2 separate regions of the Rattus norvegicus genome follow, and region 1 is linked to region 2. The links are chromatin contacts, called in public Hi-C maps. All regions are on one chromosome and are shown on one strand. The core of a region is the stretch at or near the end of the contact, and the rest is flanking DNA. Distances in the headings are between cores, read along the strand shown. Region 1 overlaps Hdac9 (histone deacetylase 9). Region 2 holds the start of Twist1 (twist family bHLH transcription factor 1).

Region 1 (6,375 bases), core at 760-3,259, 150 kb before region 2:
GTTCCATGTTTGCCTTAGTGAAGTGGGGTGTCAGTGTGGACGGGAAGAATTCACTGATGGGAAGAGCCCACTGCGGGGCGGGGGATGGAAGCAATCTTGGAATTGAGAAATGACAGTTCTCAGCAGGGAGAAGCAGAGACCATTACAACCACATCAGGAAGGAAGAAACTGTTGGGGAAAGTCAGAGGATATGGTGCTACATAGTTGGTTGAGCAGAGATTTTTTTTTATGTATAAACCAAAATAAATCAAATGTCAACAAAAGTGTCAATCAATGGAGGCTTTTATCTTTCATAATTCACAATAAGACTAACATAGTAAGCAAGAATATTCTTAAATATGAGTAAATTGCTTCCTCGAATACTATAATTTCTGAGAGGCAAAACTCAGAAGAATTGATCCTAATAGAAAAATATAAAAATAAAAAAGGTCCTTTACCATTCCTGTTTAACAGAGCTTGGAAATTTTCTATGATTTTTTTCTTAATTATTTTATTTATTTGCATCCCAAATGTTGCCGCCTTGCAGAGTTCTTCCCCCTCCCCTTTAAAAGGTTCCCCTCAACTTTAAAAGGTTTCCCCCTGAATACCTCCCCATGCCGTGTCATCAAGTCTCCACAGAATTAGGGGTATCCTCTCCCACTGACGCCAGACAAGGCAACCCTCTGCTATGTATGTGCCAGGGAACTTTGACTAGCTATGTAGCTCTTTGGTTACTGGCTCAGTCTCTGGGAGCTCTAAGGGGAAGGGTCAGGGTTAGTTGACACTGTTGGTCTTCCTATGGGGTTGCCATCCCTTTGGTTCCTTCAATGCTTCCGCTAACTCTTCCATAGGGGTCTTGACCTATGTCCAATGCTTGGCTGTAAGTATCTGCATCTGTCTCAGTCAGCTTCTGGTAGAGCCTATCAGAGGACAGCTATGCTAGGCTTCTATCTGCAAGCACAGCATAGTATCATAGTATCAGTAATAGTGTCAGGGACTGATGACCGCCCAGGGGATTGATCCCAAGTTGGACTGGTCACTGATGGACTATTCCTTCAGTCTCTGCTACATTTTTGTCCATGCATTTCTTTTAGATGGGAGCAATTTTGGGTCAAAAGTTTTGTAGGACATGGGGAGAGACAGGAGAGAGGCCCAGAAGGCAAGAAGAATGAATATGCAGCTTGAAGTGGATAAAGGTGAGTGGGACCTCTAGAAAGTTCCATAGACATGGGATGAGGGAGGCTCCCAGGACTCAATTTGTGCAACCTTAGCCTAAACGCACAATAGTGAAGCTATGGAACCTGAAAAGACCACCTATAGTAGTCAGAGAGAATCCCCAATGATTTTTTTCTCTTATATGCAGAGACTTTTTAATATTAGGATGAAGCCCTCAAATTAAAATCATGAGGTAAGGAGGAATCATTAAAATAGATGAGCTGTGCCTTGACCATTCAAGGACACAAAGTTCATGGGGTTAAGAGGAAAAAAACTACAGCTGAAGGAGGCTGATATGCAGCTGGTGTGAGGAAAGGTAGAAGAACTTGTTAATTTGGTGCTGTGACAGTCACATGGCAATCTTAATGGGTAGTTGCAGTACATTATCATTATGATGTCTAGGTGTAATAAAACAAAACTGGATTTGTTTGCTTGGAATTGTTGTTTATTTGTTTTTTCTTTGTTTCTTGGTTGGCTTAAATTTTTGACTATTACAAAAATATGAATTATATCAAAAATTGAACCCAGATGTCATGTCTAGACAAGGCTTTCAAAAGTCAGAGGGCTCTCCAAGCTCTGTGCTAGCAGAGAAGCCTATGCAGAACAAGTCAACCTCTGCAGAGGGATGCATTTTAGGTGACTTCTGCATCTCCCGGAGATGTGTTTCCAAACTTCATTTTGTTTGGGATGGTGTTCGAAATCTGCATTTTAGGACACGGCCATGTGGTTTTGATTAGTCAAGAGGTTAACTCCCACTTTAAGAAATACTGGTTTAGTCCAACACTTTTCTAAGACTGCTTGAGAAACAGAAGATGAGAATTGGCAGGCCCATTTACCTAGATCTCCATAGAACCCACCAAAAAATTAGTGAAAGTACCCTTTAGAATTGTTGGTCAGTGTTATATGATGCCAATCTGTGGTGCTATCCTGATTATGTGGCTGAGGGTTACAAGGCAGAAAAAAATTCTTTTCTAGCAACTAAAAATTTTAGGAAGTAACAATCAACAAATGTCTTGGGGGGGGGCAGTGTTAACCACCTGGTAGGGAACAGCTGGGCCTCTTAAGAAAAATAGTTTCTCTTCACGAATTTGTCTGAGGTGGAAAAGGACGAAGAGCTATGCAACTTTTGAGAGGAGCCACATTCCTATAACAGTCACTCTGAATTTCTGTGGTCATCCATGACTAATTAGACGATTTTAAACACCCAGTTGTTATTTTTGTTTCCAGAAACTATTGTACTTTCGGTTGGATTAAAAACATTAAAAATTATACTTTAATAAAATCCCAATATTTTTCACCTTCTTGATCTGTCCGTTAACATCCAGATTATGAAATTTTAAGTATGCATGACAATCCGAACTGTTCTTCTCAAGGAACAGTAGATCCAAAAGCTTCTAGTCCCTGATGTGTTCTTGGGCTAGCAGATCTGGGAGTATCTTTGGTTTGAAATTCTGTTGCCTAATCTTGCTACAGACTCTTGTTGAAAGATATGCATGGCCTGCCTATTCTGTCCTTTCTAGAATGGGGCAGATCACACTTCTTCATCTACTTGCTAAATATGCAGCTAATTGCCAACGTCCCAGCAACTTTTCTTAATCTTTGCTCTGCCTAGCCTGAATCTGGACCTGTTACTTCACTCTCTCAACATTCACTCTATCCTGTCATCTTTCCGATCCCTTAAGTGTTTGGAAATACTTGAACTACAGTGTTGCCATCCTTTGTGAAATAATCTGTCTGTAACATTGTACAAGTTTTATGATATCTTATGTAACATAAGTTGAAACCAGGGGCTTTTTCACAAAGAAAGCATAACTTGAGTCTTACTACTTCTGGAATGAACAATTTTCACTTTCTACATCTCCAACTTGGAAAAGCATGAAACCGTGTGGCCTAAAAGACATGGGAGAATGTTCTTGGCAAATGTTTATTAAGATTTTTTTCAAATTATGATTGTTATGTTAAAAGCGCTGATGTGTACAGGATATGAAAAGGACTTCCTATGCTCAGCTATCATTATTTTTTATCAAAATAAAAAGAGAGAAAAAAAGACAAAAGGGAATAGCCTAAAAGAGAACATAATCACTCGGGTAGCCAATATTTGAAACATAGCCTTTATGTTGTTCTCATAAAGACTGAGCCAAGTGTTTTTAAAGATAGTATAGGAAGAATTCTGCATGTTTACATGTACATTTCCTAATCCCTATTCTGTACTAGGCTAGTTTCATTTCTATAATGACTTTGTTAGGATTATTAGATTCTCACAAGGCTTCCTAAGTGCCGTGTTTTCCTTTGCAAATGTTTCTTAAGTATTTCAATTAAATGGCTATTTATTTTTTAAATTAGCAATAACAAATATGTAATAATAGCCTATATGTTACAGAGTTCTTGATCTTTGAAAAATATCCAGGGCCATTTCATATTTATTTAACATACAATTGCTGTCTAATTTAATCTAAATTAAATGGTTGCCTGAAACCTAAAATTTTGAGGGTTCCTAAGCTTCTTTTTAAGACAGGAAAAATAAGAAATCATCAGTTTTGCCTCAAGGGTAGATACTTATCTTTTAAAATCAGGTATTTGGGTCTTGAAATTAAAAACCAAGGTCATTTGGGAAATACAATTCCAGAGAATGCTTTTGGCAAAGACACATACATTCCCAAATGCTATAGAAGGAATAATTTACCTTTGTTTTTACTACCATTCCCCCAAATCTTTTATACTATGGCTGATACTTACTTGACATTCTAAAGATGGATTATCACCTGTTCATGAGGGACATGTGTGATGAGTCTCAATAGTGACATTTTCAATGATGCTTTTCAAAGAAAAGAATAATTTTCACATTATGTTGCACATACTACACCTGTTGATGTAAAACTACAAAATATTTTTAAAGGATTATTAGGAAGCAACCATAAAAAGCATAGAAGAGACTAATGGCTATATTGCTGTGAATAGTCATTTGCAAATGTTACCACGTGAGCTGAGTTTGGGAATACTGACAAAAATGATGCAGTGCTGAACTTGGAATGTACCGAGATCTGAAGGTCAGTTTGAAAAGCAATGAGAGGATTTTGATAGAGTGGACTGTTATATAAAAATACAAAATACTCCAAGTAGATTGTTTCTCAATATTTATTAATGTCATTGAAAGGTGGCATTGGAGTGCTTTTCTCATGAATATATGAGTAATTTTAGTCAGAAAAGGATGGCACTTTGAATGTAGCACTATGCCTCTGGATTTCGTCAAGGGGCTTTATGGAAAGTCCTGCTGCCAAGTGAAAAAATGTCACCCTGTTCTGGCCATTGTAGCTGACAGGGCAAGTGGACTTTCTTATCACGTGTTCTCCCATTGGTCAGTTGTGTATTGCTGAAGTGAGATACATATGCCTCTTTCTGTTAGCTCTACAAATGTTAGCTTATGAACTACAGGGGGCAAACACTTCCTGTGCTTGAGCCACAGTGTTTAATCATTGGCCAGCAAAGTTACTGTTGATACTCAACAAATATTTCTTACATGAATGGATTCCTTCATATGTTTTGACTGACTCGCCTTGAAAACATAATACTCTGCTTTTCACTCTATGAGAAACTAAAGCAATGGGATTCCTTGTGCTATGGCTTTATGTTCCTAATAGCCTGAGGTGAGAAGGGGTTGACTTTTCTCCTCAGGATATTGTGTCTCTTTGGTTTGAACTTCTTCCTTAAATATTTTTTATCTTTCAATCCCCATACTCAATCATTGAGAAAGATATTCTATTCAACGTTTCAACAGTATCTTTTAAAAAGGCATCCTTTAAAGAAAATAGGGCTTGGAAGATACCTGCATCATTGAAGGGCTTGTAAGAAGACCTGAGTTTGATCCTCAGAATCAATAGATTTTAAAAGTCGGATGTGGTGGTGTAGATTAGTCATAGTGCTGGGAAGTAGCTCTCTAACCAACCAGCAGAATCTTTTAATTGAAGTCTGTGCCAGAGACACATTGTCTCAAAATCATTAAATAAATAAACAACAAACAGATAAACAGCTCGTGGGAAATGACATGCAAGGCTAGTCTCTGACTCTACCAGCATGCACTAAATATACACATGCACCATGTACACACATATACCTGTACCCTATATGCATTTGAACACACATATACACAACACTACACACACACACACACACGCACACACACACACACACACAGAGGACTGATTTTTCCATGACAGGTATACCATGAGAGTATTTTTATACTTTTATCTTATTTACTTTTTCTGCAAACAAAAGATATACTTGAGCCTAGTTATGAATTCTCAACTGCAAAGTGGAAACCATTGTTAAAAGCAAGGCTTCTAGAGAGTTGGAGATTTCAGATCCTACCTTTGACATTTCACCTTAAACGATGTACTTGACTTCTTGCTTTTTTGACTCTACAATGAGAGAAAGTATATTCCCCTTTGCATAGCTTTGCAAACACATGTTGCAAATTGTTTCGTGGGGAAGCCATCCTATTACTGTACAGTCAGGCAGTGCTTAACAGTTCATTCTTCCGTAATTTAACTACTTTGTATTATACTTTCCCAGCCCAGTGGTAGGTGCTAAGATTTGGCTCCAAACGCTTGATGTTTAAAGACTCATTAGAGGTAAACATATTAAGAACTTTATAGGAAAAAAGGGTGTAAAAATTGTACAGAGAAGACATGAAATTGGCTATAATTTAATTTAAAGATGAATGGGAGATTCATAAATAGAAGCTCAAAATATGGACTGCTGGTTGACCAAAGTGTTCTCGCTGAACTATTTAGCAGTTATGTGCAAGTTCAGCATGAGTGTGGGGTACGACAGAATGTGGACAGAGGAGGTAAGATTGTGCCTTGACGGACTGCAACTTGATCCTGAGAACGTGAGAAGTGAGTAAGCGTTGAACTCACTATGCTGTGGTACTTTACTGATAGAATGCCTGTTATCTCTAAATCTAGGGTGCTCTGCTTTATATGTCACCTTAGCCATCTGCAATCTCATCAAGAACAAGGGGTGTTGGTTAGAAAGGTCTTGCAGTACATAACCTGCTGCAGTAAGGATGTCTCTTAAGCAGAGCTCAGACCTTAGTGCATTTGTAGGCTCTACAATAGCCCTCTGTTCTCCATGAACTCATGTTATCAAGGAGTAATGTACTGTGGATTTGTTTGTTTGTCT
Region 2 (6,409 bases), core at 1,942-4,441:
TAAATGATTGCCAAAAATTTAAAAATAGAATAGCAAAACAAAACCCAGTAACTCACCGAGCTTTCACTAGTATTTTACTTTAACCAGAGGCTCCTTACTGCAAAATGAAGCATAAAATATTCACAACAATTAGCTTGCAATGGTGCCATGGCAACATTTGGTACTGTTTTGTGAAGAGGGAAAGAAAACCTTCAGGTAATAAAATAATCTCTACTCGAGCTATGTAAATACAACCTATCTGGAGATTCAGCCTTACCTAAGTGATTGTGTGAATTAGGCACCCCAACATTTTCCAGCTTGGGAACACCCCTGTTGTTTGCATGTGAATGTGTTAACGTGGTGAAAAGTTAAGGACCAAGCTGATTTTTAAAAATCTCTAGTTTGGTCATAAAAAACAAAGACAAAAACTATGCTTTTGTCTCAGAAATATCCCGACAAAATAAAAACCCAGCACCATCTGTCCCTGTTTTATACAGCTTCATGTCTGTGTGTGTGTGTGTGTGTGTGTGTGTGTGTGTGTGTGTGTGTGTGTGTACATGGTGCTAACTGAAGGCTGAATTAAGAACTGTACTTGTTCCTGAAGTTACCAAGGATACCAAAAAAATTGGTTATTTATTTTACCCCACACCTGTACATCCTTCATGTATATTTTAGGAGACTGTTTGCCACAGAGATAACATTAATTTAGGAAATGCTTTTTTTTTTAAACCAATATAACTCAAGAAGTAAGCAATCACTCTCTGTCTCTTGGTGAATTAAGTTTTCTACACAGATGAAGCATAATACATATATAAATAACTTGTATATTGTTTTCATTAGCACATTGGCATTTCTCAGAAATGGAAATGAAGGAAAAGACAAAATTCCAGAGTGACTAGGAAACAATACTGGTTTCACATTGCTGTTTTTCAGGGCTCTAGTTCAGTCAGGAGGTAGGTGTTAGCAAATCTGCTCAACCTTTGCTGCCCCCAAGAACTAAGGGATGGAGGGGTGGTGAGCCCTGCTGAACGCCAAGCTGTAATAATATTAGAGCTGTCCTTTAAATAGCTGGCTGTTTCTGTCAGTAGCTGGTTTATTTGAGGTTTTCACTTCTTTGTTTATATTAGTGCCCCAACTCCCTCCTAGATGCCCCTAGAGTTAAACAAACAAGTATTTACCACCAAGTTACTTCTGAGTCTTAAAAATATAGACCAAACTTTAAAGTTCTTAAAATTTTTCAATCATATTTATTTATTGCAGAAAAATAATATACAAAAGATATTTACAAAACAGTCATAAAAATATGAATGCATTTAGACACCGGATCTATTTGCATTTTACCATGGGTCATCAATAAATAAATAGAATGTTGTCTTTTGTATTCTGTGTTTTTCTTTTCCTTCAGAGGAAGTATGCTTTTTAAGGAATTCACTGACTTATGATTTTGCAGGCCAGTTTGATCCCAGCGTTTTTATTTCTAAAGGCGTTGTTAAAATTCCTCTGATTGTTACCATTTTAAAATGGAGAAAGTCCACAAGGATGTCTTTCCTATCAGTGACTGATTGGCAAGACCTCTTGAGAATGCATGCATGAAAAATAAAAATAAAACATTCTTCGTCAAAAGGGGGGGACACACAAACGAGTGTTCAGACTTCTATCAGAATGCAGAGGTGTGAGGGTGATGCCGTTGCCTCTGGGAATCTCTGTCCACCGGCCTGTCTCGCTTTCTCTTTTAAAAGTGTGCCCCACGCCCTGATTCTTGTGAAATTTGGTCTCTGCTCTTCTAATTTCCAAGAAAATCTTTGTCATATAGATTTATTTTTAGTTATCCAGCTCCAGAGTCTCTAGACTGTCCATGTTCTCCTTCTCTGGAAACAATGACATCTGCAAAAACCCAGAGGGGGGAAAGTTGGTTATTGGCTGTTTTCTAGGACCGCTAAGCCCTGTTATCACTACCAGCGAGAATATTCGCTGAACAACCTGGAAGGATTTCAGCCCAAGGGCAAGAGGAAGTGGGTGGGCGGAAAGGAGGGGGTGGAATTTGGAAACATTTGTTTTAAGAAGGGAATTTTAAAGAAGAAAGAAAGGGGGTTGGAGAATGGCGTTCAGGGCACAAGGCCCCTACTCTTGATTTTCTCTGTCTTCTGTCATGCACACTCCCGCGCAAGCACACACACACCTCTCCTGGACCCAGTCTCCCCGACCCCCGAACCTGTTTCCCCTGTAGGGACTTAATTGCTTGGCAGGGACGCGCGTGGAATGAGGTGGAGGTGCCTGGCTAGGTGGAGGTCAGCGAGGACAGTGGGGGGATACCCAGTGCCGTGGCGAGGTGACCAGGGACCCGCGGCCTGGCCGGATTGATCCCGGGAGCCGGTCCTTACCTAGGTCTCCGGCCTGCCGAGGGGGTGGGGAGCTCCGCCTGCTAGTGGGACGCGGACATGGACCAGGCCCCCTCCATCCTCCAGACGGAGAAGGCGTAGCTGAGCCGCTCGTGGGCCACATAGCTGCAGCTTGCCATCTTGGAGTCCAGCTCGTCGCTCTGCAGGACCTGGTACAGGAAGTCGATGTACCTGGCCGCCAGTTTGAGGGTCTGAATCTTGCTCAGCTTGTCCGAGGGCAGCGTGGGGATGATCTTGCGCAGGGCGGCAAATGCCTCGTTCAGCGACTGGGTGCGCTGGCGCTCCCGCACGTTGGCCATGACCCGCTGTGTCTGCAGCTCCTCGTACGACTGCGGGCTCCCGCCCCCGCTGCTGCTGCCGCCGCCGCCGCCGCCTCCGCCCGCGCCGCCGCCTCCGCCCGCAGATTTCTTGCCGCGCTTGCCCTGGGCCGGGCTGCCCGGCTCGTCGCCGCCTCCGATGCCCCCGCCCGTGGCCCCGCCGGGCCCCGCGCTGCCGCCCGCGCTGCGCCGACTGCTGCGTCTCTTGCGAGCCCCCCGCTTGCCGCTCGCCGGCTGCTGCCGGTCCGGCTCCTCCTCGCTGTTGCTCAGGCTGTCGTCGGCCGGCGAGACTGGCGAGCTGGACACGTCCTGCATCATCTCGCGGGCGGCGACCTGCGGCCTCGCGGAGCCGGGACGGGGGAGGGAATAGCAGAGGAGCGGGGCGCCCTAACCCGCCAGCTTCCCCGCGCTCGGCGCCGGCCCGGGCGGTGCGGCCCGGAGGACGCAGGGAGGCGGGATGGGGGGGGGACCTCCGCGGGGAGGGCGCTGGAGGCGGGGAGGGAGGCGGGCGGGGGAGGGGACGGTGTGGCGGGCCCCGAGGTCCAAAAAGAAGGCGCCCGACGGCCGCACGCGCGCCCCGTTCTGGCCTAGCGCAGACCCGGTGCTGGTGCTGGCGAGCCCGCGAGGTGTCTGAGAGTTGGGCGCGGGCTGCGGGCTTGGCGGTTCTTATACCTCCGTGCGGGCGGAAAGTTTGGGGGCAGCAGTGTCATTGGCCTGACGTGGGGAGGAGGGACTTTTCGAAGTTTTATAGGGAAGTTTCCTCTTTCCAGCCCCCCCTCTCCCGGCCCGGCCCCCCCTTGCCCGGGGTCTAACAATTCATCCTGAGAACCATTCAAAACGGACCTGGCCCGAGCGGCCAGCCCCTGCGCCCGCCTCTCCCCTCTCTCCCCCAGCTCTCCCCCTCCGCTTCGGGGAGGACGCGGGGCGATTTCCTTCCGCGCCAGAGCGCGCGCCCAGCGCCCCCGCACCGGAGCACAGCACAGCTAACGGGACTGTCCCGACCGCTGTTGCAGTCCCCCCTACCCCACAAGTGACTGTAACCGCAGCAGTGGCAAGCGGCTTCGACGCACTGGGTGGTGTCTCATCCTACCCGGGATTCCTCGGAGTCCTCCGAGCCGGTTGGGGGTGGCTCGGGCCCGGGAGAGGCAAGAAAAGTGTTAACAACCGAGTCCATCCAACAGCCAGGTAGAAGAAACCTCTAGTCCCAAGGGATTCCCCGCGGCTGCCTGGCCCTGAGGTGTAGAGCGGTTCTCAAGACGTGGCCACATCGTGGGGGCTATGGATCTGCGCCCGGGCCAGCCGTCTCACCCCTCCCGGAGAAACGTCTGGGCTCTCCTTTCCTGCTACGGTGACCCAATCTAAAGTCTCCCTGCTCTCAGAAGACTGCGCCTCCAAAGGTGCTGGAACGAGTTCATTCTTTTACTGAGGGGAAAAAAGCCTTGTTCTTAGGAAGAGAGCAAAGCTAGGGGAAGGTAGAGCTGCCACGGTTGGAGGCCCTGGTGCGTCGTGCTACCCAGCCCTAGGTGGAAGAGGACCTTGAGAACATTTCATTCCCTCTACCCCCAAATTGAGCCCTGCATTGTAACCTTGGGTAGTTCATACATTTAAGGTGGGGGAATCACTATTCTTTTTTTCCTAGGAGATCGCGTGAGTAGTTATGTTCCCGGCGCCTCAGATGCACTCAGCCATGTTGGTGATGCAAGCATTTCTACCAAATACCTTGAAAACCCAAGAGCTTCAAAGAGGTTTCTGGAAAACTGGAAGCAGAGAGGTTAATGAGCAAGAAGAGTGGCTATGGAAGCCAGTGTTTGCAGGGCTTTCACATTTTTTATATAATTATTTATTTTTATTTTTTAAATAGGATGGGGTAAGTTTAGGGAGCCGGTTCAAGGTGATCTCTTAGCTCAGAAAGGCAATTCTGGGTTCGGAGGAAGTAGCCGGAGTTCAGGGGCAGAGTTTGCAGGCGCCGGAGGTGAGTGCCTCGAGCTCCTGCCCTGTTCACAGGCTGAGGTCCTTTGCTCAAGCCCCCCAATCCCCACTCCCTGGGCCAATTCCCCTGGGGAGCTGCCAGCTCAGCAAGTTCCCCTTTCTGGGTTGGACCAAAGGTCGGGGCCACCGACTTCCTGAGAAGCTGGAGGCCAGAGCCCCCGCGACGCAGGGCAGGCCACGTGGCTGCGTCCTGCTGAAGCTCTCAGCTGGGTCCCGGAAACGCTGGGGTGTGGAATGCCAGAGGCTAGTCCGAGGGCTCAGCCTTTGTGGGGAAAGCTCTCTTCCGAGACCAGTAAACCCGACTGTGCTTTCATCCGAGTGCAGACCCCCCTGGGGTTGCCCTGCACCATTTTTACTGATATCCAGAGACAATGACCACAGTGTGCCAACTGGCTTGCTTCGCCCGCCGCTGCCATATTTTAAAATGACAGCCTGGCTGAAAACCAGATTCTACTTGACCTCCACTTAATTTTAATAGCTCGTAGCCAATTCTTCTCAAAATAAAGCCACTCCCACACTCTTGTATTTGCATTTTTTCACCGACAAGAATTTATCTCTTGGAAACAAAACGTGGCAGAATTTCTTCTGCATCTTCTTACCAAGCGTTCTTTTCTAAACATGAATTGCCGAGTATCCCGCAATTGTGTTTTAGAAAGTGACTGCGGAAATCTCGATTCTCCCTTTATTAATCTCAAAAAATTATTTTTTCTAGCTGAGTGTTAAAAATAATTCAAAGACAACGAATGATAGGAACCTTTTCTTCATTGGGAGACAAGGCTAGGGAGGGAATCGGGAGGTGTACTCCAGAGAGGGAAACGGTTGAGGTGGAAGAGTTGTAGCAGGTGAGGAGAAATAGTTCACCTTTTTCCCCAGGCGCGGCCATGAGCAAGTGCACCTTTCTGAAGACTTCCAATCTGTAGACCAGCTCTGGCACTGCGCTGGCAGGAGGCCTCTGTCCTTATCTGGGTGTTGAAATCCCCTCCTTCCCCCCAGTGGGCTGAGGCAAAGCTCCTGAAACAGGAATACTCTTCTTCTGAAGAAAGTTTAAAATGAATGGCTCGGGCCATCTCTGACTTTGAATCTTTCAAACGGGGTCACAAGGACCCGGTTTGTATTTTAGCTCTCAGTAGAAATTCCTCCTGAACTCATTCTGAGGCATGGAAGATGAACGTACTTGTTAAGTGGAGCTAGAATTTACATTTGAGCAAAAAGTAGTATCTTGCCCGGCGAATCAACCCTCAGCAACACCGAGTGTTTGATAATCAATGCTGTGCAAACCCTGACAAGCTGAGGTGGGCTGCCCACTCTGCTAGATTCAACATCTTCTTAATTTTTTTCTTAATGATTTTCTTTCCTGGTAAGGGTGGATGATGAGCCCCTGTGTGTCCAAAAGTCTGGTACAACTCTGGATCTCTCTCTATGTGATAGTATGTGATTCACACAGTGCTTCAGCCTAACATCTTGAGAATTTCTTTTATTTTCAAGTCCCGATTTTGGTCTTCTAAGTAAAATAGTTTTATGACTTTCCCCTTAAGGCTTCTGTCAATCTGGTGTCAGCTGGGGGCTGCTTTCTTTGGAAATGTTAGGTCAGTTAGGATCTAGCTCACTTTATTTAAAAAGAAAAAGCTCCTCCTAAATGTTCACCGAAAACAACAAATGCCTTTTGCACTTGCAGAGTTCACAAGGAACTTTGCTTCAGGCTGCAAACTTGGCCACACTTGCAGG

What was found. A called contact is a pair of places that touch in the nucleus more often than the background predicts.
Region 1: a contact with region 2 is called in a Hi-C map of the A7r5 cell line, with 3 times the contacts expected there. The contact joins the enhancer-like site here to the promoter of Twist1 in region 2. A contact is called at or near these places in 2 of 12 Hi-C or Micro-C datasets (the A7r5 cell line and the Rat2 cell line).

The regions. Positions count from the first base shown.
Region 1 is chr6:56,551,750-56,558,124 of GRCr8, reverse strand. The region is part of intron 22 of Hdac9 (histone deacetylase 9); the gene reads left to right. Among named protein-coding and RNA genes, the nearest start is that of Twist1, 150 kb to the right of the region's middle. Within about 2 kb of position 2,009, at least 2 of the 93 cell types and tissues checked have an H3K27ac peak or open chromatin away from gene starts, as enhancers often do.
Region 2 is chr6:56,399,091-56,405,499 of GRCr8, reverse strand. Twist1 (twist family bHLH transcription factor 1) reads right to left here and starts at 3,191. Exons shown (of 2, transcript NM_053530.2): 1 at 2,361-3,191; 2 at 1,197-1,863. The coding sequence starts at 3,013. The coding sequence ends at 2,402.